2 separate regions of the Anser cygnoides genome follow, and region 1 is linked to region 2. A link is a contact called in public Hi-C data. All regions are on one chromosome and are shown on one strand. Each heading gives the region's core, a stretch centred on a gene start, on an enhancer-like site or on the middle of the called end of the contact. The rest is flanking DNA. Distances are from core to core; before and after follow the strand shown. Region 1 overlaps PIP4K2A (phosphatidylinositol-5-phosphate 4-kinase type 2 alpha). Region 2 holds the start of ARMC3 (armadillo repeat containing 3).

Region 1 (7,016 bases), core at 2,339-4,838, 140 kb after region 2:
CAACATATTGTACTTAACTTACCTGATTTCTGAGAGGACAATTTTTCTTTTAGGATTTTGGCACAGGAGCATAGCAACAAGTTTACTTGTTTACAAGCTTACCCTTTTTCTTCTGATGTCAATAGGTAAAACTTGATCCAAGGTAGATCATCCTCAAAACTGAGCTTTTTTTTTCGTGCTAATTTAAAATTTGCTAATGCCAGAACAGCATTTTTTACTTACTTCTTTTAATGATTTCAATCTGCTTCATATGCCAATCTCACACAACAGGCGTGAAGCATGTCTTCTCTGTGAAATGAATCTAAAGTGGGCATATACAGAGTTTATAACTTCACACTGCAATACATTGCAAAGACAGCAATAAACATTCAGAGTTCAGATTCCTTTTTCAGTGTTCAGCCTTCACATGACACTAACCCTTGCTGTTTTTCAAAACAAGTCATTATTTTCCCTTTGTTAGGTTGGTTTTGGGGTTTTGTTTGTTTATTTTTTTAAAAGTCTGTTTTCCATATATTTAAAAAAATAAAATAAAATAAAAACAACAGATTTGTCTTGCATTATATGTTGCATGTTTGTTTTGCAGTAGGAAAACATTAACTTTAGGGATAATTGTGCATGCATTTTCCTGAGCATTTAAAAGCTGTATAGCTACTATTCTGGTACATGCTTGAATTCCTAATCCAACTTATTGCACAATCTTTTGTCCTACAAAAACCTCTCTGGTAGCTTTTAAAACTATTCCAGTGTTCCCTCTCAAATCCCATTTTTGGGGTTACATCTCTATTTCCTTTGCCATTTGCAATCCTGTGACGCCAAATGCTGCAGACTTCCATAGGAGGCTCTAGTTATTCTTCTTGCGGATCTGGTGACCTCAGACTTTTGTCTCAGTTCAAAACTACCTGTGCCAAATTGTTGCAAACTATATGTAGCATAATATCCTTTTTAAAATGCTGTGTATGCTGGTAAGCACGGTAAATTTAAAGTTAATCTAACTTACTAAATATAAAATATTTTTTTTAAGTGCGTGGGAGCCATTCACTGTGAAAGGAAGCCTAGGGTGTGGAACATCGCTCCTGGCAGATGTTCTATACCACTTCCAAAAGTTATAAACTATCAGCCCAATTTTGTCAGTTATTACCTGTGTGAATAGCTTAGCTGGCGACTAGTTCCAAACAAAAAGGATTGCCATGCAACATTTCTCCTGTAATCTAATCTTTGCTTTTGCTAGGTGAGGAATTGCTGCCAGGTTGTGAAGTTAGTCTTTTCTTCTTCTCCAGTCAAAGACTCTCAAACTTAGCTGTCCCACAGCTATTTTAGCAAACTTCTTCCAAAATACCAGCATTAATACTAGCCAGGATCATTATTCGAGGTCATGATGTACAAAAATCCCTTTGGAAAAAAAAATCTTCATTTTAATATTGGGATATTAATATTTAATATGCTGAATTGAGACCTATAAGAAATCTGCAAAAACTAGATCCTTGTTCACACTGAAATTAAACCTTACCTCTGGTTCTTACCTTTCAATATTTTTTTTTACAAAAACATTAAGTCAGTGGACTGTTTCACAGTAATTTTAGTTTTTGTATCTGGCTTTACATATTCTGTCTTCTTAGTCAAATAAACCTTTATTGCTTTTCAGCCTTTTGAAAGACAGTAAAACTTTCCTGTCATTAAAACTGTCTGTGACCATGGCAAACTTTAGAATGCAAACCTGAAGTGTGTTGGTAGCGTGCTTTTTTAGTAAATAAATACTTCGTATTTGTAAAATCTATGTTTGTCTATGTATGCCTTCCTTGCATCTTTAAGTAGGGGATTAAAAATGATGGAGGTGGTTCAGAAAGAAAATCTATTATTAATTTAGTGGAAGTAGTTAGATGTTCATCTCCTGTGCAGCTCTTAAAATATTTAGTTCTTTAATGATAGTAATATGTTCATTATAATGAATTACATTCTAGGAGAATCTTTTTCCAACAAGGATTTTGCTTCATTGGAAATATTTGAGACTTCATTAAAAATTGATCATATCAATTATTTCATTAAAGCAAAGTCTCAGTTTTTTCGTTCAGATAGTGTTTCAAACTGCCACAATGTGGTTTTCTTTGTATTTATTCAAGTGCATAAGAGGAAAATGTCCGTGTTTGAATTTTTCAGTAAGAATACATACATTAAGAATTTTAAATAAATACTAGAGCCCCTCCTGGTTGCATATTTCATGGGCGTTAATTCCTAAATTCACAAATTAACTTTAAGCCATTAATTTCAGCATAAGTGCTACTAGAATTGCTACTTGTGCTGGCTGTCAGGAGTACTATTTGGTATTGCAACGGTACCCTAGGGCTATTAAGGTTTAAGTAAATGTGGAGTTATATTGCCTAGCACAGGAAAAAAAGAAAAAGAAAAAAAATATCTTTGTCTAGTAAAGGAATAGACCAGGCTGGGAGGCATCATACAAGTGACGTGGTGAGAGAGCATCCACCGACACATAGCTTTTTAGCTCCTGTTTCTTATGTTGTACCTGCTGCTTTTACTTCCTCCCTTTTGTTTCCATGCGTCAGTTTTGGCTTTTTGATTTCTTCTGGTCCGTATTTGCCAAGTCTTCACTGCTCTGGGCATTTGAAGAATGAAGGTGAAGAAACATGACCTCAGATAAAAATCCTCAGGGCGATTACTGAGGATGGGGGAGGCTACAAGGCTGGTAAGAGTCCAGCTTTTGGGAGAGCTGATTCACTGCCCTGAACGTCCTTGGGAGCGCCCCATGCCTTGTGATGACAGGCAAAAGATGCAGCTGTGTCAGATTTGGTAGCTCAGTTTTATTAAAAATAGCTTACTGGCAAGGTGAGGGTGGCGTGTGGTACCTGCGCTACTGGATCATAATATCTTCCCAAAACGCTGTTTGCAATTTAGGTTTATTTTTACTGAAGGCAGGCCTGCCCTCAGAGGAAAAGCACGCCTCCCCTCCCACCCCAGCAGGGTCTCATCAGCTGCTCCGGCGTTGTGCAGGAAGTCTGCGGCAGGGCCTGGCGCTGAACCTACATGTCAGTGTCTTAACCACAGGCACATCCTTCCTCCTTGCCTCCCCCAGTTTTAAACAGCATTAATAGGGTTTTTTTCAGAATCGATGGGCTTGTTTCACTTTAACCTCTGCCTAGTGGGATATACTAGGTGCAAAGATAATCTAAGATAAGGACGTTTCAGTGATTTTGGTGCTAAAAGGGAAGGGCGCTTGGTTTCCTGCATTCTTTTCATTATTGTTCCAGCCTAAATTAATTCATCCAAATCTCCTCTCCATTCTTAAGCATCCCACGCGTTGGATTCCATCCCCTGGCCTTGGCAGCATCCCTGGATCCTCAGCCCCGCCTCTGCGGAGTTAGCCCTCGTCTGTGGGGCAGTTTGCTCAGTCGCGTATGATAATCCCTGCAGCTGCCAGTCCAGAATGCTTATCTGATATTTCCTCCACTCTTCTTCGTCCTAAACCACTTACTGTGTAGGCCAGAAGGAAAATCGATGCCCACCGTGCTGTCGTAGAGCAGTAAACAATCCGCTGTTTGCTTTAAGGAGCACCTAACGGTGCCTGCGAGCAAAGCAGCCGCGCGCTTCAGAGCGACTCGTGCAGGGAAGCCGTGTGGGCTGGACGCACGGCTGTGCTTCCATCTCAGCTGCCTGAGGCGGGGTTTTCCTCTTATTTTTCAGCTAAAATAGACGGAGTCTCTGGAGCAACACTAGAGGGTATTCTAATACATCATAAAATTCCTGACGCGACGCGGTAACGAGTCAGAGCAGTGAGGCACGGACCTTAGTTTTTTGCAAAGTTCGTAGGTGCAATGGATTTAACGTGGATTCATAACTACTAAAATCTTATGCAACTGTTTAAATGTTTGGGGCAGTTATTGAAAGAGAAGCGTCACTTCTCTAAACAAATGGAGTATGGTGGGATCTTCAGCAATTCATGAATTCCAGGTCCAAGAAAATAATTTCGGACAGTCAGGGAACTGAGCCACCTGTGTGCACAGCCCAACAGCAGAAGGAACTTTTACCCATTGGGAAGATGCAGAAAGGCATTGCAGGGTCTGCTCTGATACTCACATTTTAAGGCAGTGCAATCCAAGACATATGTTTGGGAGAAAAGTACCTTGGTGATGCTTTTCCTTACTGTGTTGTAGAAAGAAAATAAACTTATAAAGAAAAATTATTGTCCATGTTAAATTTGCAAGCAGTGTCTTACTGATTAAACTCCTGGAGGCCATTCCAGCAGGCTGCTGCTAGCTGCTTTCCATTCCTAGTGGAAAGACTTGCATATGAAGACTAACACTGAGGTGTTCTGCAACATTTACTGCGTAAACCAACCCTTTTCTTCTCTAATGTTTATTAAAGGTGAGGGCAGGGAGAAAGGCTGTTCATCAGTCTTAATGGGCAAATTTTTTCAAGGCTCTGATTGCAGAAGTTACTATTACTTCTGGGTTGCTTGACCAAATACCCCAGAGAAACTGGGTTTTTCCTTGTTATGTTGGTTTGCTGTTTCTTGAAAGTGAGCTTTCAGTCATTGCCCTCTGAAAACAGAGCCCACTTGAGGGTCTTAGTGCTAAAACCAGTGGTTACTGTATCTGCAGTGCTCATGTGAGAGTTTCTGGCTTTCCTTAATGCTGTTGCAAATCGCTTCGTGGGAGAGTTAAAGATGAAGATATTCAACTAATGCTCCCATCACAAGAATATTTAATTACATATTTAAAAGGCAGCGATCTTCTCTGACATTCACCACTTCTAAGCAGCATTACATAATTCATGTTCACTTGATACTTTATAAACAGTTATTTGGTATTAGGCACTTACAAACGTTGAGGTGGCTACATAAAATGTAATCCAATCCAGCTAAATCTATAAGATCTGGTGCAGAAGTGCTTTGTTATGAGGTACAGATTGTGTTTCGACTTCACTTATTGTCAGTCACTTTGACAAATGACATCTTGGAAGAAGCATGGACTTGAAGGTTAGATGCAAATGAAGTGCTGAGTTTGATATTTTGTCTCACTAAAATTTACATCATTCCCAGTAAACATACACCTTCTAGGCTATTCACGGCATTGATAAACCAAGGAAACGGGTTTCTGTTTGCAGTTATGAACAGCTGCATGCAGTGGAGGTGTGTTTGCTTCAACTGCAGAAGCAGTGGTGGGGCCTTCAGCTGTGACAGCTCGCTAATGCCCTCTTTTGGGCCTTGGAGAGCCTTTTGAACTTTGGAAGGCTTGAAGGTTTAGCTCTGGTGGGGTTGGGGAAGCTTTTGCTCTGTACCCATGCTGAACCAGCAACTTCAATGTGCTTCTGTTTGCATTCTGACTCTTACAGTAGTTTTTGTTTATTTTAGGCCAAAGAGTTGCCGACATTCAAAGACAATGATTTTATTAATGATGGCCAAAAGATTCACATTGATGAAAATAACAAAAAGATGTTCCTTGAGAAGCTCAAAAAGGACGTTGAGGTAAGAGTACACCTGTTCATATGTAGTAAAAATACGTGCCAAATTACAGCTAGCCCAGGAAACCATACCTGTAATTCATAAATGAAAGCTCTTGTTTGCAAGACTATAAGCACTGACTGTTTAAAATGAAACATAATTTAAACTTTCAGGAGTTGATCACTGCTTTTGCTGATGTGATAAATGGCTTGATGGCATAGCTGATGGCCATACTTTGTCCCTGCCTTGATGATGCGATGTTAAACTGATGGTACTACTTGGTACATAAGTGCTTTAAAAGCATAGTACCTCCAAATGCCCCTGGTGAGTATTGCTGGTTGTATTTTACAGGTGGAGGTACACCAAGACTACCTGACTTAAGCTGGATCCATAAATGGACTGTAGTCTGTAGCAGAGAATGTAGCTTCCCCTGCTTACAGTTGTGATGCTCTATTTGCTTTATATTAGTAATCCAGTTTTAAATCTTCTTTTATATCACCAGAACAGAGTGCCTCAGAAGTTTGTGTACAGCAGGTGGACTCATTATCATAGTGCAGTCATATCATAAATTTGTAATTGGCTGAATGTAGTCAGTAGTTAATAGAAAAGTGTTACTATATGAATTTAATGTAATATTTATTATAACTGATTTAGCTACTCAGCAAGTAAACTAAATTTTGGGTTGTCTACTTCATATAACTTGGCTTCAGTTTCCATAAGTCAAAATATTATCACTAAGCACAGTGTTTTGCAGTCCCTATACTCAAAGCCTAAGATCTGTTTGCCTTGTTGGAAGAGACCTGATAGTAAGATGTTTCTGTGACTTAATAATGCTTTCAGCTGTTTTTATCAGAACGGCTCTGTGAATTGACTGGTGTAGTTCTTCAGATCTGTGTCTGAGTGTTGTTAAAAGCTCAATAGTTGAACACAATACTGGAACTTTAGAATTCACAATCATTTGCTTTTGAAGAAATCTGATTTCCCATTATCATAATGATGAGAAATGTATGATGATGATAATTATGAAAACGTAAGTATTTTGTGAAATATCGATACGTGCTTATTTTATATTTGGAGCATTGCGCTAGAAAACTGCTGTCAATGTCACAGCTCTAGAGATAGGTATATTTGAGCTAAACTTTTGTGCCCTTTTAACGTACTGCAGTTGCTGACTAAAGCTTTTACATTAAGCAGGTTGCAGACAAGATCTTAAACATGTGCAAGGAATAGAGAAGATACTTCATTGTTGCAGAATGTGGACTGTGTGTGCTATCTTCTACATCATTTACTGGATTGTAAATACAATGGCAGATTCCAGATAATGTCTTGAGAGGCTGTGTTTTATGGTTTTGAAATTTATACAGAGTATAGTTAAACATAATGTGCACCACTAGTGTGAAGTGATCTGACACCTGATTTTAACAACAGCAACCTATTCCTCAGCCTTGTTTTGCTTTTACTGGTCCTTCTGCCCTTGCTAGACGACTAATAGCATGCACTTTGTACCTAATATTAGGCACTCAGATTTTACCACAATGAAAAAAAAATGCACAACACTTAGCAT
Region 2 (7,057 bases), core at 1,671-4,170:
TAACATTCAGCTGAGTGTTACTTTCAAAATTCCAAAGGTAGATGCTTAGATTTTGAACATAAGCCAAGATTATCAGATATTTATTTGATTCCATGAAAAGATGTTGTAAAAATATGCAAAATTTGCAATAAAATTTTGATACAATAGTTTCTGGTAGCAGCGCCTCTTTCATGCTGCCCAAGGACCACACTTCACTGTTTTCTGAAGCTGAACTTCTTGGCACACCTAGTAAGAGGTGCACTAACTAAGGAGCATCTCACTCCTTAAACTAAGATTCTAAGCTATAGAGACACACTTTACTTTCCAATTTGTACAGTATGAAAGAAGGTGTATGAACGTTCCTAAAATGAACAGGAATTAACAAACACGACAGCATTCTTTACAAACTACAGAGCAACTGAGAGGCCTCAGCTCAGAAAACCCTCCTCCACTGAATAAGAACAGTCTTCCATGGCAGACTGGTATCCTGCCTCCGGTGATAAGAGACAAATGCTTCTGATAAATGCATGAAACCAATCCCAAAAGTCAGTTTTCCTCCATCTGTTACAGGTTTTTTATTTCCCTGAAGTACAGAGGTTTAGATCTCTTGAAGTTTTTATGTTCTTTCTCACAATAGTAGCTATTTTTACTGTCCACATAAATGCTTAATCCCTTTACTCTTCATTCTATGACACGTTATGGCACAGGTCCAATTGTCAAGTGTACTTTACAAGCAACTAATCCTTAGATTTAAAAAATATGTAAACAGTTTATTCAATTCAATACAACATTCCCTTGTTCTTGTACTACAAATTTAGTTAAAAGATACCCTGACTTGATCCTTTCTACTTTCTTTAATAATTTCCTGTACATTCTGATTTATCACCTTTCTAAATGGTCTTAATTATTTTTTCCATATAGCTTTTCCAGACATATATGTTTCTTGTCTCAGAGCCCCTCTGTGACTGTTAAATCTTTCTCAGATATGAATAACCTAACCCTGAATACCATAATCAGTTCTAGAGCACTACTGATTTATTACAGTGACATTACATCTTTTGGAGGATTAATTTTTAGCCAATTTCTTCAGCGAAGATTTTCACTAAGCCATCCACATATGGTAAACAGGTCATTTCCCCAGTAGGTTACAGTTAACTCAGGTTCACTACTGAAGAGTACAGTGTTCCAAATATTCCCGGGAGCGTAAACTATATTCCATTCACCACCAATTAATTTTATTTATCACGGTCTTACCAGATACACCATGATAGCAGAATCAGGATAGCTCTCAGATGTTTCTAACAATCTTCTTTAGTCTTAATTAATACAAACTATTTCATCTCAGTAGAAAATTCTGATTTCTCTATGTTATTGTTCATTTCCAAATTATAATGAATATATTAAATAACATCAAACCTAGGATCTATCCTTGGAGAATCCAGGCTGTGACAATCCAAATGAAGACGATTTTTAGAAATTATGTGTGTGATTTTAAATGTCTCACTGAGACACAGTGAAAACCCACCTCCCATGAGAAAGAGTCTAAGAAAAATTGGCTTAATCTAAAAAAAACAGAGAGAGAGAGAGAGAGAGAAGTTTTGCAACCTTTTCCTGAAGAATAATAGCAGGACATTTCTCATATAGAATTCAAAGCTGGTCTGCCTTAGGAAGAAGCACATTTTAAAGACAAGTAAAAATTAAAGACGTACTGAAGTTTTTAAGCAGTTATGCCAATGTACGTGTCTCAAAATGAATGCTTCCATCTGCCAGCTTTGTAAGGACATGGGGCTGAACGTGACGTTCTGAATGATCAGATTCATTCCTGCCTGTCACATGCACCACGTCCCATTAATCCCACCAGATAACTCTAATGCTCTACCTTAAAAAAAAAACACAAAACAGTAGGTATTCTGTTTCCACTCCTCTCACTGAAAAGCTGTTGCATGAGCTGATTGCTCTGACAACCAGAGACCTTTTTTTAATTTTCAGCGTCCATTTATTCATGACCAGTTTATTGTATTCGTATTGTGTTTGAGCTTTTGTCAATTACTTTGTCAATTACTCCTTTACCGGCACATGTCAAAATATATTACTTACACTAAATATTTATACTATTGGAAACACCTCAAGTGTGTCACTATCACATTCATGATTGTTATGGTTACAAGGGTAGACCTATTATTTAACTCCTCATTTATTAGCCTTTAATATGTTCACAATTAAAAAAAAAAAGTTACGGTGTAGAAGTACAGATAGCAGGTTTGCAGACAGAAATAGGAACTAAAGGTCATTGAAGCCCATTTTAGTATTCATTGTGGCAGCACATCAGATAATCAGAAAATGGCAACAATGATGAAAATCCTAAAAATGGTTAAGAGAATACAGTATTGGAGTATGTTATATAGATGACCAATTCAGGTTTGTAATAAGACTACAAAAGAATAGTTCTGCTCTGCAGATGATGCTCCTCTGCCAGCAAATCCATATTTTGTGTTGAAAACCCTGCCTGCAGACGTCCCCAACCTTTGAAACATCAAAAATTCGGTGAGATTTGCTCCCTCGCAGCCCAACCACCTGTTAGTGGTATTTAGGGTAAAACTTCTGTATTTAAGGCTTTATCCTCTCTCTCATTTTTTCCCCTCTCGTCTATTATCTACACAGCTTTAGGTCTCGTACCTCTCACGTTACTATTCCACATAAACTCTGCAGACAAATCTCACAGCTTTATTATAACCTTGAGACTGCACCGCTTTCCTTACTGGTGTAGACGCTGCTACCGCGCAGGCAGTAAGGCGCTCGCTGGGCTGGCTGCGGCTGAAGGAAACTTTAAGAAATAAAACGCAAACTGGGCGTTATTCCCCCACCACCGGCTCTCCCCTCAGCCCCCCGGCCCCGCTCCCCGACCCGCCCGGGGGCGATGGCGCCGCTGTTTCCCTGTTGCTAGGTGGCGGCTGCGGCGCATGCGCGGGGCGGCGGGCGGGAAGGTGGCGCCCGCGGTCGGGCCCCGCTGAGGGGAGCCCGGGATGGCGGCCCCTGCGCCTTCCCTCAGCTCCCTCAGCCGCCCGGCGGCGGGTCCAAGCGGGCTCCCCGGGGCCCTGCCGCCGCCTGGAGCCCTCCCCGTGTCACTACAGGGCGCTGTGCTGTCCCCTTCTCCCCGCCAGGCCGCGCCCCGCCTGTTGGAAACGCGGCTTTTTGCTTGTTTTTGGCCGCAGTGTGGCGGGGCAGGAGTTCAGGGAGGGATTTGGAGGGGGGAGCTGAGGGTACAGGGCAGAGGGAAGTGGGACAGGGACAGCGGGAGGGGAAGCTGAGATCCTGCTCCTTGCCCTAGGTTTTACTGTAAGCAGCCGTGGGAGAGGGGAAAATGGCAAATAATGGTACACGCTTGAATACGCTTTGCAATTTATCCCCACTCAGGAGTGCAAGTGGCAATCCTTTTAGGGGAGGACTAAGTCTTTAATACAGGTGGGCTGGGGTACTGATGAAAAACTAAATCTATAACTTACCTAAATGAAAGAAAAATGCCAGTTCCTCACGCAAGTAATACTGGATATGTATGAGAATTAATAAATATATACCATGTGTTTAAAAAATCAAAGTTGCCCTGTGCATCCTTCCATCATATTCTTTCTTTCTTCCTTCCTTCCTTTCTTTTTTGGCTCATGTTATTCTTGTTTCAATGTCAGCAGAGCATTTGTGGGAAAAGAAGAAGCCGCCGATTCTTGGGAGCAAGCAGATAAAACAGTTATGCAACGCAGAGCAAGGCACAGGCAAATCTCTGTTAGAGCATCATGTGTTGTGGCCCCGCAGTTAAGACATCATCAGAGAGCTTTGGTAGAGGACCAGAAGAGTTATCTCCTTTCTATTATCAGCTTTGGGCTGATGATGGAGAAAGCCATGCCAGATAGTTGTGCTATTTTCAGAACAAGAATTCATTGTCGTATTCTCTTTTGCCAGCTAAGGCTGTTTTGGAGTGAATACTAAGCCAAATTCTGAAATCGAATAACATTTTCTAACTTCAAATTGCAGTTTAATTGCCATCAGTAACTGCAGAAGCAAATGGGAACAGGCAAATATAATCATTTTTGGACCTCAAAGTCAGGTAATAATAGGTAAAGACATTACAGCTACTATTAACTCTCTCCTGTGATCTCTCTTTTATCACAAATCTCATTGCTTTCTCCCCAGATTTTTTATTACATTGCACTGCAAGTATAAATTCAGTTCTATTTTTATAAGCCATATCAATCTGTAGAGATTGTAGCACAAATAGGTCCAGTCCTTGTTGGTTTATTCTGTGATAAATGTGATTACAGTTGTAGCAGGTGGGTCATTTTTAGTTGTAAACAAGCCCCATACGTGATGGTGTCTCATTCCACTTTTACCATCACCACTCCCGTAGAAAATGTATATGGATTTACGATCACCTTCACTAGAAACAGCTGCGATAACAAGTCAGAGCCATTTATACTGATCCGTATCTAACTGGAGAAATCACACTGAAGTTCTAAGGCCAGTCTCAGACTGACTGACTCTCCATGACGTCTTGCTGATCTTTTATAGTTACAATGGATATTAAAGACAGGGAAAGAAGGGGAAAAAAAATGTAGCTGCTTGATAGAGAGAGGCAAGTCACCTGCTTCACAAACTTCTTGTGGGTCTTTATTTTTCGAAACAGGCACTGCAGATGACAAATGTAAGGAGAGATGAATGTAACTACTGAAGGCAAAGATTTTGGTTTAAACCCTGCGCTGGGTCTGGCTGAGACGGAGCTAGCTTTCTTCACGGCCGCTAGTACGTTGCTGTGTTGTAGATCTGTGGCTAAAACACTGCTGATAACACCCCCGTGTTTCAGCTGTTGCTGTGCAGTGCTTGCACAGCATCAAGGCCTTCTCTTTCTCACACTGCCCCCACAGTGAGGAGGCTGGGGGTGGGCAAGAGGCTGGGCTGGGACAGCTGACCCCAACTGAGCAAGGGGTTTTTCTATACTGAATTAGGTCAGGCTCAGCAATAAAAACTGGGGGGTAGTCTCACCAAAGTAGCCTTTGCCTGGAAACTGGCCGGGTGTCGGTCTGCTTGTCAGAGATGGTGTCTTTACATCACTTATTTTCCCTTTTTCGTCCTTCACTTATTGCGCTATCTTTATCTTGACCCACATTTTGTTTTCTCGCTTTTACTTTTCCAATTCTTTCTCCCATCCCACTGGGTGTGAATAGTGAGCAAGTAGCTGGTGGATGCATAGTTGCTGGCTGGGATAAACTGACCAGAAACTCAATGGTCTCCATGACAATAGCTTTTCTTTTACATATCTTCAGTGGTGATTGTTCTTATGGCTATTTCAAACATAATTCTAGCCAATCTCCACTTAGTTACATCTTTTCTTTATTTCCATATAAACTGTCCCATAAACTTTTGACGATGCAGAATCCAGGTGAAAGAGGGATGTGGTAATCAGGTGCACGATCACAGTGTGTTTCAAGACAGTCCTGGAACGAAGGGTTTAGTTACCTGAAGATTAAAGTGCTTCATGCAGATCGGAAACAGTCAGCACGGTCTCACAAACTCTATGAAGAGCATGCATCATTATTGTGAAGTAGAAAGGCGTACAGACAACAGCAAGAACAACAACAGATGACCTGGAGAAAGACGAGCATGCTTTTTTTCTCCTCAGCTCTGTTATTCATGCCATGTTTATGGGTCTAACCTCCAGGACCCTGAAGAACCTCCAGGTGTGTGATCTTGTGGCATTTTGACTCCACGCCAGGTAAGATTTGAGCATATCCCTTCTGTGTTCCTTAGTCCAGTGTTGATTTCTATTCAGTTGTGTGACTGGAAGTTAAAGACTATGAACACATTGCGGGCACTTTACCTACTCCACAGTCTAAATAAATGTGGTATTGTCGTGCCATGGAAATGAATTTTGCAGAGGTTATCTTTTCTGTCTTTATTTCTATCTGTGTTTACCATGGGTAGAGGCAATCAAGCACTGCATGACAGCCATATAATTGCAGTATTTTTATTATGTTTTGTCACAATTCTGCAAATATATCAAGGAAAACATTTTTTAATTTAATGTTGTGAAAATATTCCGACAGTGTCATTTAGTAACAACATACTAATAAGGAAGCAAAGGAAGACAACTAATGAGAACTGTTACAAAATGTCATGAGAATTCACAACTTTGACCGATATTCACAAATGACAGAAATGTTTTATTGAAATATAATTTGTTCTAGCACTAAAAAATATACACAAAAGAGGATAATACAAATTGCATTTGATAGGAGATTATGAAATTAAAGAGTTTTCTAGAAACTAAATACCTAATAGAGTGAATAAGGACTTTATTAACTACACATTTTAATGAAATTTCTTCTGATGATTTAGCTTATGACAAAACCACTATAGAGTTTGTCTGCTTTCCTATGAAGGAACAGCGCCAAATGTCCTATCAATTTGATTAAATTAAGGCTTCTGCAAAAATAAAGTGTGGATTAAAAACATATTTGAAAGAATATTATGGAACAACATTTTTAATATTTAATTTCATAAGGGCTTTAAGCACATAAGCTACTGCTAAATCAAAGTATTTTTTGAATTTAAGTGTTGGAAATTTGCATGTTGAGGTGTTTCAAATTATCTTTCTAGTGTTACTGAAAGCACCACTGGGGGAGTTGTTTCTCATTTCCTGAAACATCAGAAGTGGAATTATTATTTGCTGGATTGCTTGTCTGAAATAATTCTTTTTTCCATTTAAAACAAAAAAAAAATCACTCATATTTTATGCTTTGAGAAATGCATGATGACATACAGTACATACGGTCTTGTCATATAGCTTGCTTTATATCAGTCTCAGAAGACACTTAAAAGGAGCTTTCCTTCTCTGACAAGAAGCAGCTGGCTTTGGGAATAATGAATTTACAACATATCATCTTCTCATTTCAGTTTGGTATATTACTTCTCACATTAAAATACCCAATATCAATGTAAATTGACCTCTTTCTCTAGGAAAAAAAAAAAAAAAAGGAAATCAAAAAAATGAACAAGCCTTTCATTCTTTTGGCTTGCAAGTGAGATTTGT

What was found. Hi-C and Micro-C count contacts between places; a contact is called where the count stands out from the background.
Region 1: a contact with region 2 is called in a Hi-C map of granulosa cells, with 1.5 times the contacts expected there. The contact joins the enhancer-like site here to the promoter of ARMC3 in region 2. A contact is called at or near these places in 2 of 7 Hi-C or Micro-C datasets (granulosa cells and liver).

What each region holds. Positions count from the first base shown.
Region 1 is chr2:19,662,358-19,669,373 of Taihu_goose_T2T_genome, forward strand. PIP4K2A (phosphatidylinositol-5-phosphate 4-kinase type 2 alpha) reads left to right here. Exons shown (of 9, transcript XM_066991615.1): 6 at 5,363-5,476. Among named protein-coding and RNA genes, the nearest start is that of PIP4K2A, 98 kb to the left of the region's middle. Within about 2 kb of position 3,589, at least 1 of the 3 cell types and tissues checked has open chromatin away from gene starts, as enhancers often do.
Region 2 is chr2:19,518,467-19,525,523 of Taihu_goose_T2T_genome, forward strand. ARMC3 (armadillo repeat containing 3) reads right to left here and starts at 2,921. Exons shown (of 21, transcript XM_048061631.2): 1 at 2,739-2,921. LOC106030318 (a long non-coding RNA gene) reads left to right here and starts at 5,049. Exons shown (of 4, transcript XR_001203680.3): 1 at 5,049-5,740.